Regions from separate parts of the Sus scrofa genome. Here regions 2 and 3 are each linked to region 1. Evidence: chromatin contacts called from public Hi-C data. All regions are on one chromosome and are shown on one strand. Each heading gives the region's core, a stretch centred on a gene start, on an enhancer-like site or on the middle of the called end of the contact. The rest is flanking DNA. Distances are from core to core; before and after follow the strand shown.

The links. A called contact is a pair of places that touch in the nucleus more often than the background predicts.
Region 2: a contact with region 1 is called in a Hi-C map of skeletal muscle, with 4 times the contacts expected there. The contact joins the promoter of ZNF608 here to the enhancer-like site in region 1. A contact is called at or near these places in 10 of 47 Hi-C or Micro-C datasets (alveolar macrophages, brain, embryonic fibroblasts and 6 more) and 1 of 2 datasets of contacts at active chromatin or transcription factors (skeletal muscle).
Region 3: a contact with region 1 is called in a Hi-C map of skeletal muscle, with 5 times the contacts expected there. The contact joins two enhancer-like sites. A contact is called at or near these places in 2 of 47 Hi-C or Micro-C datasets (psoas muscle and skeletal muscle) and 1 of 2 datasets of contacts at active chromatin or transcription factors (skeletal muscle).

The regions. Positions count from the first base shown.
Region 1 is chr2:127,602,104-127,606,154 of Sscrofa11.1, forward strand. No RefSeq gene overlaps it. Among named protein-coding and RNA genes, the nearest start is that of ZNF608, 550 kb to the right of the region's middle. Within about 2 kb of position 2,283, at least 2 of the 83 cell types and tissues checked have an H3K27ac peak or open chromatin away from gene starts, as enhancers often do. A contact at or near this core is called in skeletal muscle, where this site is marked.
Region 2 is chr2:128,154,477-128,158,437 of Sscrofa11.1, forward strand. It overlaps ZNF608 (zinc finger protein 608), which reads right to left and starts at 2,293. Exons shown (of 13, transcript XM_005661601.3): 1 at 1,664-2,293; 2 at 1-615. The coding sequence starts at 419.
Region 3 is chr2:128,307,255-128,311,304 of Sscrofa11.1, forward strand. It overlaps LOC106509541 (a long non-coding RNA gene), which reads left to right. Exons shown (of 3, transcript XR_001307170.2): 1 at 1-1,657. Among named protein-coding and RNA genes, the nearest start is that of ZNF608, 150 kb to the left of the region's middle. Within about 2 kb of position 1,862, at least 11 of the 83 cell types and tissues checked have an H3K27ac peak or open chromatin away from gene starts, as enhancers often do. A contact at or near this core is called in skeletal muscle, where this site is marked.

The DNA of each region.
Region 1 (4,051 bases), core at 1,033-3,532:
ACTCCAAACAGGATAAAACCAAACATCATAATGGAACTCCTGAAAAATAAAGACAAAAATTCTTGAAACCAACCAGAGGAAAAATAACATCTTTAATGGAAAGCCATTCAAATTATAGCAGATTTCTCATCAGAAACAATTGAGGCTGGAAGGAAGTGGCACAACATTTTTCGAGTTCTAAAAGGAAATATCTGTCAACCTAGAATCCTATACCCAGTAAAAATATTCTAAAAGAAAGAAGTTAAAGTATTCAGATGAAGAAAAACTAAGATTATTTGTCACCAAACTTACCCTAAAAGAATGACTTAAAGAAATTCACTAAACAAAAAGAAACAATAAAAGATGGAAGCTTGGAACATCAGGAAGGAAAAACATGGTAAATAAAAATATGGAGAAATACAAAAGGTTTTGTTTTTCCTCTTGAGTTTTCTAAAGTAGGCTTCATGGCTGATGCAAAAATCATGACACTGTCTGATGTGGCTCTAAATATATAGATCTCTCTTTCTCTCTCTTTCTCATTCTCTATCTAACCACCAAAAAAGCCAAACAAAGAGATGCACTCAAAAACATGAATAACTCCAAAAAATATTCTAAGAAATGTTTCAGTAACTCACAAAAATGCGGGTAAGAAGAGAAATGAAACAGAGCCAAGAAACAAAATATAAAGATGGCAGACCGAAGCCCTAACATATCAATAACTACATTAAATCTCAATGGTCTGAACACATTCGTTAAAAGACAGAGAATGGCAAATTAAATTTTTTTTTAAAAAAAAGCTTCCAGCTCTATGCTGTCTACAAGACACTCACTACAAATACAGTGACACAGTCAGGTTGGAAGTACAAAGACCGAAAAAATATAACACTAAGAAAAATAAAGTAAAAACGGATATATTAAGATTAAATAAAGTATACTTTGGTACAAAAAAATAAAATCACCAGCCCCCAAAAGGAACATTATGTAATGATGAAAGGGTCAATAGACTAAGAAGATGTAGCAATCTTAAATGTGTATGCAGCTACCAAGAGAGCTATGAAATATATGAAGCAAAACTGATAAAAGTGAAAGGAGAAATGGACAAATCCATAATGAATACTTCAACACCACTCTCCCAATAATTGACAGAGCAGCTACACAGAAAATCAGCAAGAATACAGAATTCAACAACACCAACCAGGATCAAATCAACATCTTAATAGAGCACTACACCTCACAAGGACAGATTGCACATGCTTTTCAAGTGTGTATGAAATAAACACATACCATGACAGACCATATCCCAGTCCATAAATGTAAAAGAAATGAAACTGTGTAGAGTGCATCCTCCAAATACCAGAGAATAAAACTGAAATCAATAACAAAATGATAACTTTAAAATCTTCAAACACTTAGAAACCAAACAATACACTTCTAGATAATTCCTAGGTCAAATAGGGGAAAAAAAAAAATCAAGAGAAATTTTCAAAACCTGAAAATAGGTAAATTATACTTTTTTCTTATCATTTAGATATTTGTAGTAGATAACTGTTTACACAAAAAATGAAAATAATGTAGTGGGGTTTATAACATGTAAAAGTATGACAAAAATAGCACAAAGGTCAGGACAAGAAAAATCAAAGTATACTATTTCATACAAGTTATATATACACCAACATAGATGAATCTCAAAATAATTATGCTGAATAAAAGAAATCACAAAATGGAATACATATTATATGATTCCATATATATAATCTTAGGAAATATCAACTAATGTGTAAAGACAGAAAACAGATTAATGATTGCCTGAGGATGAACAGAGAACAAGGAGCAAGTGGGAAGATTACAAAAGGGCACAAAGAAATTTATGGAAATGATAGATCTGCTCATTACTTTAATTGTGGCAGTAGTGTCACAGGCATACACATATCTTAAAACTTATAAACATATACACTTCAAATCTGTGCAGATTTTTATGTCAATTATTCTGCAATAAAAAATGTTTTAAGAGTATAAAAATGAAATACAGAAATCACCTGAGGTCACGTAATTTTACACTTTTCTATGTATTTGCTTACTCACATGCTGCTTTTAAATCTGAGCAATTATAGCTTTTGTTGACTTTAAAGTATTTCAGTATTTGCTTGCAGAGATATTTGTTTTTATACTTCCCTATAATTAGATTATAATCTATGTGGCTCCTCTAAGTATGTGGAAAGGCTGCAGACATGTATAATGGGCACAGCCAAGACAGAGTGTAAACAAACTAAATGCCGCCAGGGATCAACTTCAGCTGCACATTCTTTGGCTGTTATTTTTAGTAAAAGAAATTAATGTGAATATTGAAGTGTCTCTGTCTTTGAATGAGGATCTCCAATGTGGATGTGAAACTTTCATCCAGTGCCAAGTACCAAAGTGGGAACTGGCTTCCCAAAGTTGTTTTTACTTGTAAGATTTCAAGTAGATATATTTCCATGCTTGTTAACTATCAGCTTCTGGGCATCCAGCCATAATTTTAAGACAGCTGAGAAAAGTGATTCTTAAAGTGTGTTTCACAGCCTATTGGAAATTTTCAAAGGGCTTCCAGTTTGATTCATAACTGCACTGAAAGGACAAAACACAGGACACTGTGGGCACTTAAGTGTTTTTCTCAGTCGCAAATTTAGATCTGTGTTCCAAGCCACAAAAGTCAACGCTCTTCTCCTATAGGATTAACTAAATAAAAACTTAAATTATATATCAAGAGGCTGATTAATTATGAGTAGACACTTTTGCATTTTTTCCTCAAAGTGCTCTGCAAACCAACCAAACCAGAACCATCTAAGAGCATGATAAAAATTCAAGTGTAGACTTCTGCCTCCCACCTAAACCTACTGTAGTGAATACATGAGCGATCAGACCAGGAACCTACACATTTTAAAAACACCCTAATGATTCCCACATATACCAAGATTTGACTGCTAGAGTTTTTGCCATCTGGATCTCACACCCCGCCAGAGTAGTAAAATATATTTCATGACATTTAGAACATATTACTGCCTTGTTTAACTGTGGACTGCTCTGTTGGTGACAACTTCCTTTATTCTTCTGTTTATGTTAAAGTGAGCTACAAGCAGAATTATAAGATCAAATTCAAAGATGATCAAGAAAACCAAGAGACTTCTTAGAAGTGGTATGAGAGACAAATGAGGAAACATTCAGGTGTGCATGTGTCAGTTTTGAAGAATGAAAATATTACTTTTAGATGACAATAACAAAACTCACTTCTAGTGAACGAAATAACTATTGAAGACATTGCAATGGGAAAAATATAATAATTATAAGCCTGAAACCTCGTTTTGTCACTGAAATGATTATTTTCATAATGTAATGTTTATGTGAGAAATTCAGTAAAAAATTCTAACAGAATCAATGGTGACAGAAAAGTTTTCAAAGATTACTGAGCTTTTATGAACCTACAACTATCCAGGGAAGGGGATCAACATCAAAGAATCTGGCTACACCTGGCCAACCTTCTAGACATGCTTTCAATTTTCATACTCAGAGTTTCTCATTTGGAAGAAATTAAATTAGCACTGTAATAACCTAATGGGTATTTATAGTTGTAGGTTAATAACTGTAGGTCAAATAGAAATGTTTGGGCCCTTGGGCTAAGCAAGAGATGGTGTAGACACTAGGCCATGTAGACAAAGGCCAAGTTTAAAAAACAGCGGAGTTAAAATACACTGTTGTAAATGGAGCACGTCTTCATTCAGCGTAAGGAGAAAGCAGTTAAGATCACAGTGGTTCCTTTTGGTGTCAGAGTAGGTGCTCTTCCAACACCTCATTATCCGCTGACTAACCAACATACCACAGTCAGTGAGGGGAGAAGAGCTGGTGAGGGAATAATCCTGGATTCGGAAGCTTGGACAACAGTATTCAGCTCAGGTCTCAATTTAGAGACTCCAACGCTAGCCACTCCTCTGGTGCTAACAACTAAACTATAAGTCTGAATTACTGACTCATGTTTGCAAGGAATGGCAAGGCAAGGCTTGTAGGAGAGCAAAGCCTAGACTGTGAGATAAGAATGCCA
Region 2 (3,961 bases), core at 1,043-3,542, 550 kb after region 1:
TGGACTTCCTGCCTCTTGCCAGTGCCGCTGATCTCGGGAATCCCATACAAGGCAGCAGAAGGCAGAGATTTATTAGCATCCTTAGAAGTTTTACTCCTTTTCACTTTTGATTTGCTGGTCTCTTTGTGTGAATTCCCCTGGGGAGCAGAGGGCTGAACAGAAGCAAATTTTAGGCCATCAGCTAAGGCTGCGGTAGCACCGGCCCCACTTGAGGCCAAACCTCCACAATCCTTGGAGTTGCTGCTGCTAGTGGTGGTGGTGGAATTATTCATTTCAAATTTCTGTCTGTCCTTCTCCAAATCAGCGTCCAAATCAATTATTAAATTTCCAACCCCGATTTCCCAATCATCGCCACTGTCATAAGTATCAACCGTATTTGGATCCACACCTTTTCCTGCCGTAGAAATGTTCACTGACATCCTGAAGATGAGCTCTCTAGAATAAAAATCCGATGAACTTTCCTTTGGAGATGAGGGGACATTCGTTTAGCTCCGCTGGGCTTTCTCTTAAAAAAAAAAAAAAAAAAAAAAAAATCTTCTAATCTTCCTCTTCTTTTTCCTGCCCCAGGAATGTGTCCAGGGATTTTTACACCCTTCAGTCCAGGTCCACCTTTTCCTGTGAAGGGGGGAAAAGTCGAATATTTCTTGTCTGGGTGTTACCAGAATAAAAAACGATTAATACTGGGGAGTCAGTAAGGGGTACAGGGAAGGATGGAGAGTAAAGTGGTTCATGTATTGTCTCCACAGTCCAATATCAGGTTTAAAGGAAAATAACCAAACCCGAAAAACATACCCATGACAGTAAGCATCTCACAGTAGCTAAAAAAGAAAAACCCTTTATGAACAGCACAAGGATAATCACTTTTTTAAAGGCATCAAAATATCTTAAGGATCTGAGTCAAGTCCAGAAAGGTTTAAAAAAAAAAAAAAAAGAGAGTTTAGGATTTTTTCTTTCTGGCACATACACATGATAACAACCCCAGAAACACAGCCTGAACACTCAGACAAGAGGAAGGAACACGCTTTAAACATCCTTAAACATGTCCTAGATCTTGCAATTTAAAAGACCAGACCCTGGAAGTTCTCTGAGACTAGTTTCAGAATGATGTTACTAAATTCTTCTCATTTCTAATTTTATTACTTCTTTTTACAAATTGTCTGGGCAATCTGTTTTTGTTCCCAGTAAGGAACAGGAAAAAAACAAAAAAAAAAGAAAAAAAAAACAAACAACCAATACGCCCCCCCATACCCATACCCCCTCTCCTATCCTGTCTTTCCCAACAGTTAATACAATTTTATTCTTGAAATATACACACGTCTTTAAGAGCATTTCTCTATTAAAGAAAAGACAGTGTTAAATAAAAGGCTAAATATCTGCCTTTGGAGAGAAAAAAAATTACATCTAAACAATTCTACCGTATTCCTAGGTCACAGACTTGCTCAGTCTGTTAAATATGGTGCTACTGACTGTACGGGAAACTGATTAAGACATACACTTTAAGTGATCTGCGCCAAGGTGGCCTCAATGACCGCAAATGAGTGTGTGTTTGACAAAGATCAGTTAAAACGGTTTTTAAAGGGATCAGCCCCTTTTTAACAGTTGTCAAGAAAAAAAAAATAAATATACATACACACACACACACACACACACAGACATTGCTTACCTTTAATCCTTTATCATTTTTTAATTAGGCCAGCAAATCAAAATGCCTTTCCCACTCCACTCGGCAAACAAGCCTGTGCCTCATTTTACTTAAACACCAAATGATCAAGAAGGAAGGAACCAAATAACACATCTCAGCCAGAATAATCACTCGATAACATTATTCCACCTCCCCATCCCCCTTTTGGCAAACGAATCAGTCCTTTTCTCCTTAAAAAAATGTGTCACTGTACAGCTGGAAGATAATGTTTCACATTCACAACAGAAGCACCAAAAGGGTTTTTTCCTCTTAACAAGCATCGAGAATAATAGTTTTTTAAAAAAAGAGAGCGAGCTTAGAGAAAAAAGTTTTCCCAACTTCTCATTCCGCCTTCAGTTCCAGACTTCAGAGTCACCGTGATCAGTAAGTAATGATCCCATGTAGCAAACCTACAGGCGTCCGCTAGTAACAAGACAGAATGTGCTAACATCGGGATAAATTAGTGAAAGGGAAGAAAGAATAAGAAGAAAGGACTGAAAATCTGGGCTGGATTCCGCCTGTTAGTCGGGAAGTGGCATTTTTCCGCCCGTCCTGACAGATTTGATTTCTTGAACTAACTTAAGAGGAAAGGAGGGGGACGCGGGGGGTGGGGAGGGGGGAGGAGGAAAGGGGGGGGACGAGAAGCCCGGCAAGAGGAGAACAAGAAAGGTGCGAGGGGGAGGGGAGCAGAGTATTCAGGGAGCTGATAAACCAGTTTTAACAGCCTTCGCTCGGGGCGGGGGTCGGCGGGGTGGGGAAAATAACGGCGTTTAAAATTGGTTCAGTCTTCGAAACCTAAAGGATGTGATGTTTTCCTGTTTTATGTTGTTTTAAGAAAAAGGAACCGAGTTCCTAGTATAAGTCCCTGAGGGGGAGAAAAAAAAAAAAAATCTGCTGTCGCTCAAGTCAATCAGTCATGTGGTAATTCGATAATTAGAGGGGAAAAAAAAAAGATTTTTTTAAGGCGACCTTTTTCAGGACAGTTTTTCCCATTTATAGTCGCAGCAAACGGTGCGTCTCCTTTTTATTTATTTTTCTCTCCTCCTCCTCCCTCGCCCACCCCCTCCTGTGTTTAGTCAGATGGCCCCAGAGCTTGGCTTAGTATTTTTAATTAGCTGGCGTTTGGAAGCTAAAAGCAGTAATGAATTGTTGATGGATTGGAAGTGGAGAGTCGCTTTGCTGGAAATGTCGGGGCTGGGAGAGGGGGATGGGCGAGTTAGCAACAACCAACCATCTAAAAGAAGCGATTTTGTTACAGTGCAAGCCTTTCACATCACGTGAGGATCAAGGGCTCAATTGGTTGTCGTGAGAACAAAAATGGTGACAAGCGTATCAAGAAAATACTGATCTGGTCTTTAAAAAAAAAGCTGAAGGTCTCTCCCCTCCCCCTGCACACACTCTCCCCACCGCCGCCTCCCCCCACCCCCGCCCTTGCAGTGGGAGCAGCTACAAGTTATGAATGTGAAACATTTCTCGCAGATCTAGGCTCGGAAGTTCGGAAGGAGTGAAATGTAATGAGCACAAGAGCAAAGCAGATGTTTTAAAGAAACACCTTATAAACCTTTCCTCAACTTATCTCCAATTTGTCGGCTTTCCCAAGGGGCCGGGATGGGGACGACCAGGCGAGCGGGGAGGGCACTTCCAAGCTACTTGGATTTTAGGGACCCCCCCCCCACCAATGTCTTAAACAAAGAAAAACATTTTGCTAGCTCCCTAGGCAGGTCCTGTAATAAACACACCATTGTTACTATTTGTGGGTTTGTTTGGGTTGGGTGGGGCTTTTTTTTTTTTTTCTCCTTAATGGTGTTTTTGCTGCTTGCTTTTTTAAGGAGGTGGAAAACGGTAATTATAACCATTACATGTAATGGGTGACTATTCCCTTGTTTAATATTAAATTATTGGGCACTAGATGTGACAAGAGACAGAAATCGGCTTGCTCTGCCCTTGCCCCCATTTTCCTGGCTCGGTTTGGAAGAGGGTCCTGCCCAGCTAGGATAGGAGAGGGTGGGGTGAGGTGCGCTAGAGAATGGACACTGCAGATCAGGATTTGTAACTGTGTCACTTTTATTCTCCTTGGGTTAGAGCCCAAAAGGTAATTTACTCTAAGTTACCCCAAGTGCCCAGTCAAGCTTAATTTGTGTGAAGAAGTTACAAATGCTTCACCCTCCACTGAATAAAAATTCACCCTTCTTGGGTTGTTGTTCTCAATGCAAAAGCCAAACCCTGTAACTAGTTCCTCATTTCAATGCATAAAACTCGCACATTCCCCTGCATGAAGTC
Region 3 (4,050 bases), core at 612-3,111, 700 kb after region 1:
AAAGTAAAGCCAAATGCTCTGTCCTCAGCAGGAAAGTGACTTTAATTAATTCTGGACGACCTTTCCATTGAAAAGCAAAACACTGCCCTGAGGCTTTTTAGAAAGGTTAGGTTGTACCTTTTCCCTCTTATGGTGAGGAGGTAGGTATGAGTGTTTCTCATACAAGCCTCTGCCTCCTGCGTTCCTGTAGAATGCACGCTCTTTAATCCAGGAAAAACAAAATAAAACAAACCAATGGGCAAAGAGGCCCTGTTTGTAGCCAATTAACTTCTCAATTCTAGCAAGAACTAAAGCACAGCATAAAATCTTCCATCACAATAAAATATGACTAAAGACCTCATCAATTCTCATTTAGCAAATGCTTTGTACTGGACCATCTTTTTCTCATACTTAGGAATTCCATTATTTCTTATTTCAGTGAACATGTTCGGGGAAAAAAAAAATTAAGTGGAATGGGATTAGGTTTGCCATTTGTCATTTACTCAGAACAGAATTCCGGTCTGACATGCAGGCAACTCATACCCAGAGCTTAATGCTTTTAGTAATTATAAGGATCATGTAGAGTATGTTGATTGGTGGGGGGAAAAAATCTTTATTAACTGCTCAGAAATAGTTAATTCTTCATTAGTCAGAGCACTGCACTAGAGGCTGCTGCCTGTGAACCATGGATTAGAGTTTATGATAGTAATAACCTCCCTGAAAAAACATTTGTTACTATACTTAATGACCAGATTTTAGTGCATTAACCTTCCTCAGGAGGTCAACTAACAAAATGGATGTTAACTGCTTGTAACAACCAATTCCTCTGAAATTAATATTTAGATGCCTTTGGTGTCAAAAAAAAACCTTCCTTCCCTATCAGGGCATTAAAAACACTTCTAAATTATTAATAGCAGGCAGGATTCAATGCCTCAAAGATTTCCATGCCAACGCTCTTTATCCTCAGCCTCTTCCTATTTTCTCGAACAGAGTTCTCTTCGGCAGGAACAAGGAAGGCATTCAGGGAAATTAGGTCTCAGAAATGCATGTGGGTCAACAATGTACTGCAGTTTGGAAAAGGTCATCCTTTAAGTTCAACAGAAATAAACATTACAGGAGTGTGAAAGGCGATGCTGAGAGCACACTGGGAACCCAACGGGGACAGACACCCCGCCAGGCCTGGGCTCCAGAGCTACAGCCCTCTCACCACCTGTCAGGAACTCCTTAACGACACGTTTTTTTTTTTTTTTTTGCATCCCTTCTGCGACTGACCTCCTGGCTCATCTCTCCAGCCCCTCCCTCTGCCTTCAAATTGGAAACAAACCACACTTATGTCAAAACAACTTCTCAACTATTTCCTTCCCGAGCAATCCCAGAATATAAAACATGTTCTGAAAAGCTGCACCATTCCCTGGAGAAATTTTATGATTTGGTTACTGCAGAGTGTGCTGCTCCTTGGCTGGGGTAGCCTGAAGTCCTTGCCAAACAATGAAGCAATGCTATTATTAGCCTTCCTATTCAATGGCCACAAAACAGCCCCTGTTTCTATTTTCAGACTGTGCTCTTCTGGCTCAAGAAGGCCAACACTGCACCCGTAGGGCAAAGGAGCCATCCATTGCCAAAACCTGCAGAGCAGTGGGAAGGGGAAAGGTTTTCCTGGTGGCATTTTTCGGCAGAGGTAAAATCCAGATGGGGAGCCAAATCGCCGCCTGCGAGTCTCAGCAGAGGTTTTCCTACTGGGTCTGGGAGGGCACCCCTGGGATCTCAGCAATGAAGCTGCTGTGTTTACTACTTTTCTCAAATTGCCTGGATGCAGTCACTGACTCAGTCGTTTAGATCAGCCCAGTGCAGGCGCAAAACGCTAAATCAGTAACACACAGAGCTGACGTGAATGGTTCAAGTGACGATGTCAAAGGCTTGGGCAGTTGCCTCTCGGCATGGTCAGTTACAGCCCAGCAGCAGTGTTCCAGAGGAGCCAGGCAATGTGGGGCATTTGATTTTTTTTTTTTTTAATGAGCTATAATGGACAGAACATTATATTAGTGTCAGGTGTACAACATCATGATTCGATATATATTATGAAATGATCACAGTAAGTCTAGTTAATATCCATCCTTGTACAGGGTTACCATTTTTTTGTGTATGATGAAAACTTTTACGATTGATTCTTTTAGCAACTCCTTTTACTCGTTTGCTTAACCTCCACCCCTGCCCCTGGCAACCACTAATCTGTTCTTTGTACCAATGAGCTTTTTTTTTTTTTTTTAAAGATGCCACATATAAGTGTGATTATACAGTATTTGTCTGACTTATTTCACCTAGTGTAATGCTCTCAAGGTCATTCCATAGCTTCACAAATGATATTATTTTATTCTTTTTTATGGCTGAATTACATACATATGTGTGTATATGTATACACATATATATGATATATGTATGTATGTGTATGTTTGTATCTATGTATCTCATATTTTTTTATCCATTCATCCATCAATGGATACTTAGGCTGTTTCCATGTCACACATATTGGAAATAATGCTGCAGTTAACATGGGTGTGCATTTATCTTTTCCAGTTAATGTTTTCATTTATCTTTGGATAAATACCCAGAAGCAGAATTGCTGGGTTATATGGTAATTCCATTTTTAGTTTTTTGAGGCACCTCCATACTGTTTTCCACAGTGGCTGCACCAATTTTCATTCCCACCCACAGTACACAAGGATTCCCTTTTCTCTACATCCTTGCCAACACTTGTTATTTCACAGCCATTCTAACAGCGTGAGGTGATATCTCATTGTGGTTTTGATTTGTACTTCCCTGATGATTAGTGATGCTGAGCATCTTTTCATATACTATGTCTTCTTTGGAAAAATATCTCTTCAGTTTCCTGGCCCCTATTTTAATTGGTTGGTTTTGTTCTTGCTGCTGTTGAACTGTATCAGCTCTTTACATATTTTAGCTATTAGCCCCTTATCCAATATACAATTTGCAAGTACTTTCTTCTAGTCCATAGGTTGTCTTCTCATTTCATTGATGGTTTTCTTTGCTGTGCAGATGTTTTTTGGTTTTGGTATCTGCCGGGTTGTTTATTTCTGATTTTGGAGTCAGAGCCAAAAAATCATCCCCAAGACTGATATCGAGGAGCTGACCGCCCATGTTTTCTTCTAGAAGTTTATGGTTTTAGGTCTTTTGTTCAAGTCTTTAATCCATTTTGAGTTAGTTCTTGTGTATGGTCTAAGAGAGTGGTACAGTTTCATTCTTTTGCATGTGGCTGCCCAGTTTTCCCAACACAATGTATTGAAGAAAATGTCCTTTATCCATTGTATATTCTTGACTCCTTTGTTATAGATTAATTGACCATATAGGCATGACTCCCTCCCCCCCCCCCCGGGGTTCTCTGTTCTGTTCCATTAATCTAGATATCTATTTTTGTGCCAAAATCATACTATTTTGATTACTATAGCCTTGTAATATAATTTGAAATCAGTGAGTGTAATGCCTCCGGCCATCTTTCTCAAGATCATTTTGGTTATATGGGCTTTTTTGTGGTTCCCTATACCTTTCAGGAATGTTTGCTCTATTTCTGTGAAAGAGGCCATTGACATCTTGCACTGAATCTGTGGATTGCTCTGGGTGGCATGGACGGGGGTCATTCTTATTTTTTTCTGATGGATACTTTCGTAATATTGGAAATTTAGTGCAGACAGGGGTCCATTAGAATTTGGTGCCTCTCTTCATTTGAAAACACAATTTGCTATATGACTTTTCAGCTAGGACAAGTTGTGTATAACAGTGATTTTAATTTAATAGCCAGATCCTTCATTGCTTTGGGAATACAAATCAAAAGGTTGTATTCTAATTCAAAGGTTAGAAAGGTTGCCATGTCATTGCATATATATGGTTCCTCTTTCCTACTGTAGTTGCTTTTCACTTTGTCTGTACTGTCTTGGGAAAGTATTCGCAAACAGTAAATAAGCAATTCTTTCATTTAAACCATGACCACGTTTGCAGATTCAACAGCTAAAATCTCAGGTGATGGTATCGCTCTCTCTGCTAAGGCTTGGTGTTTTA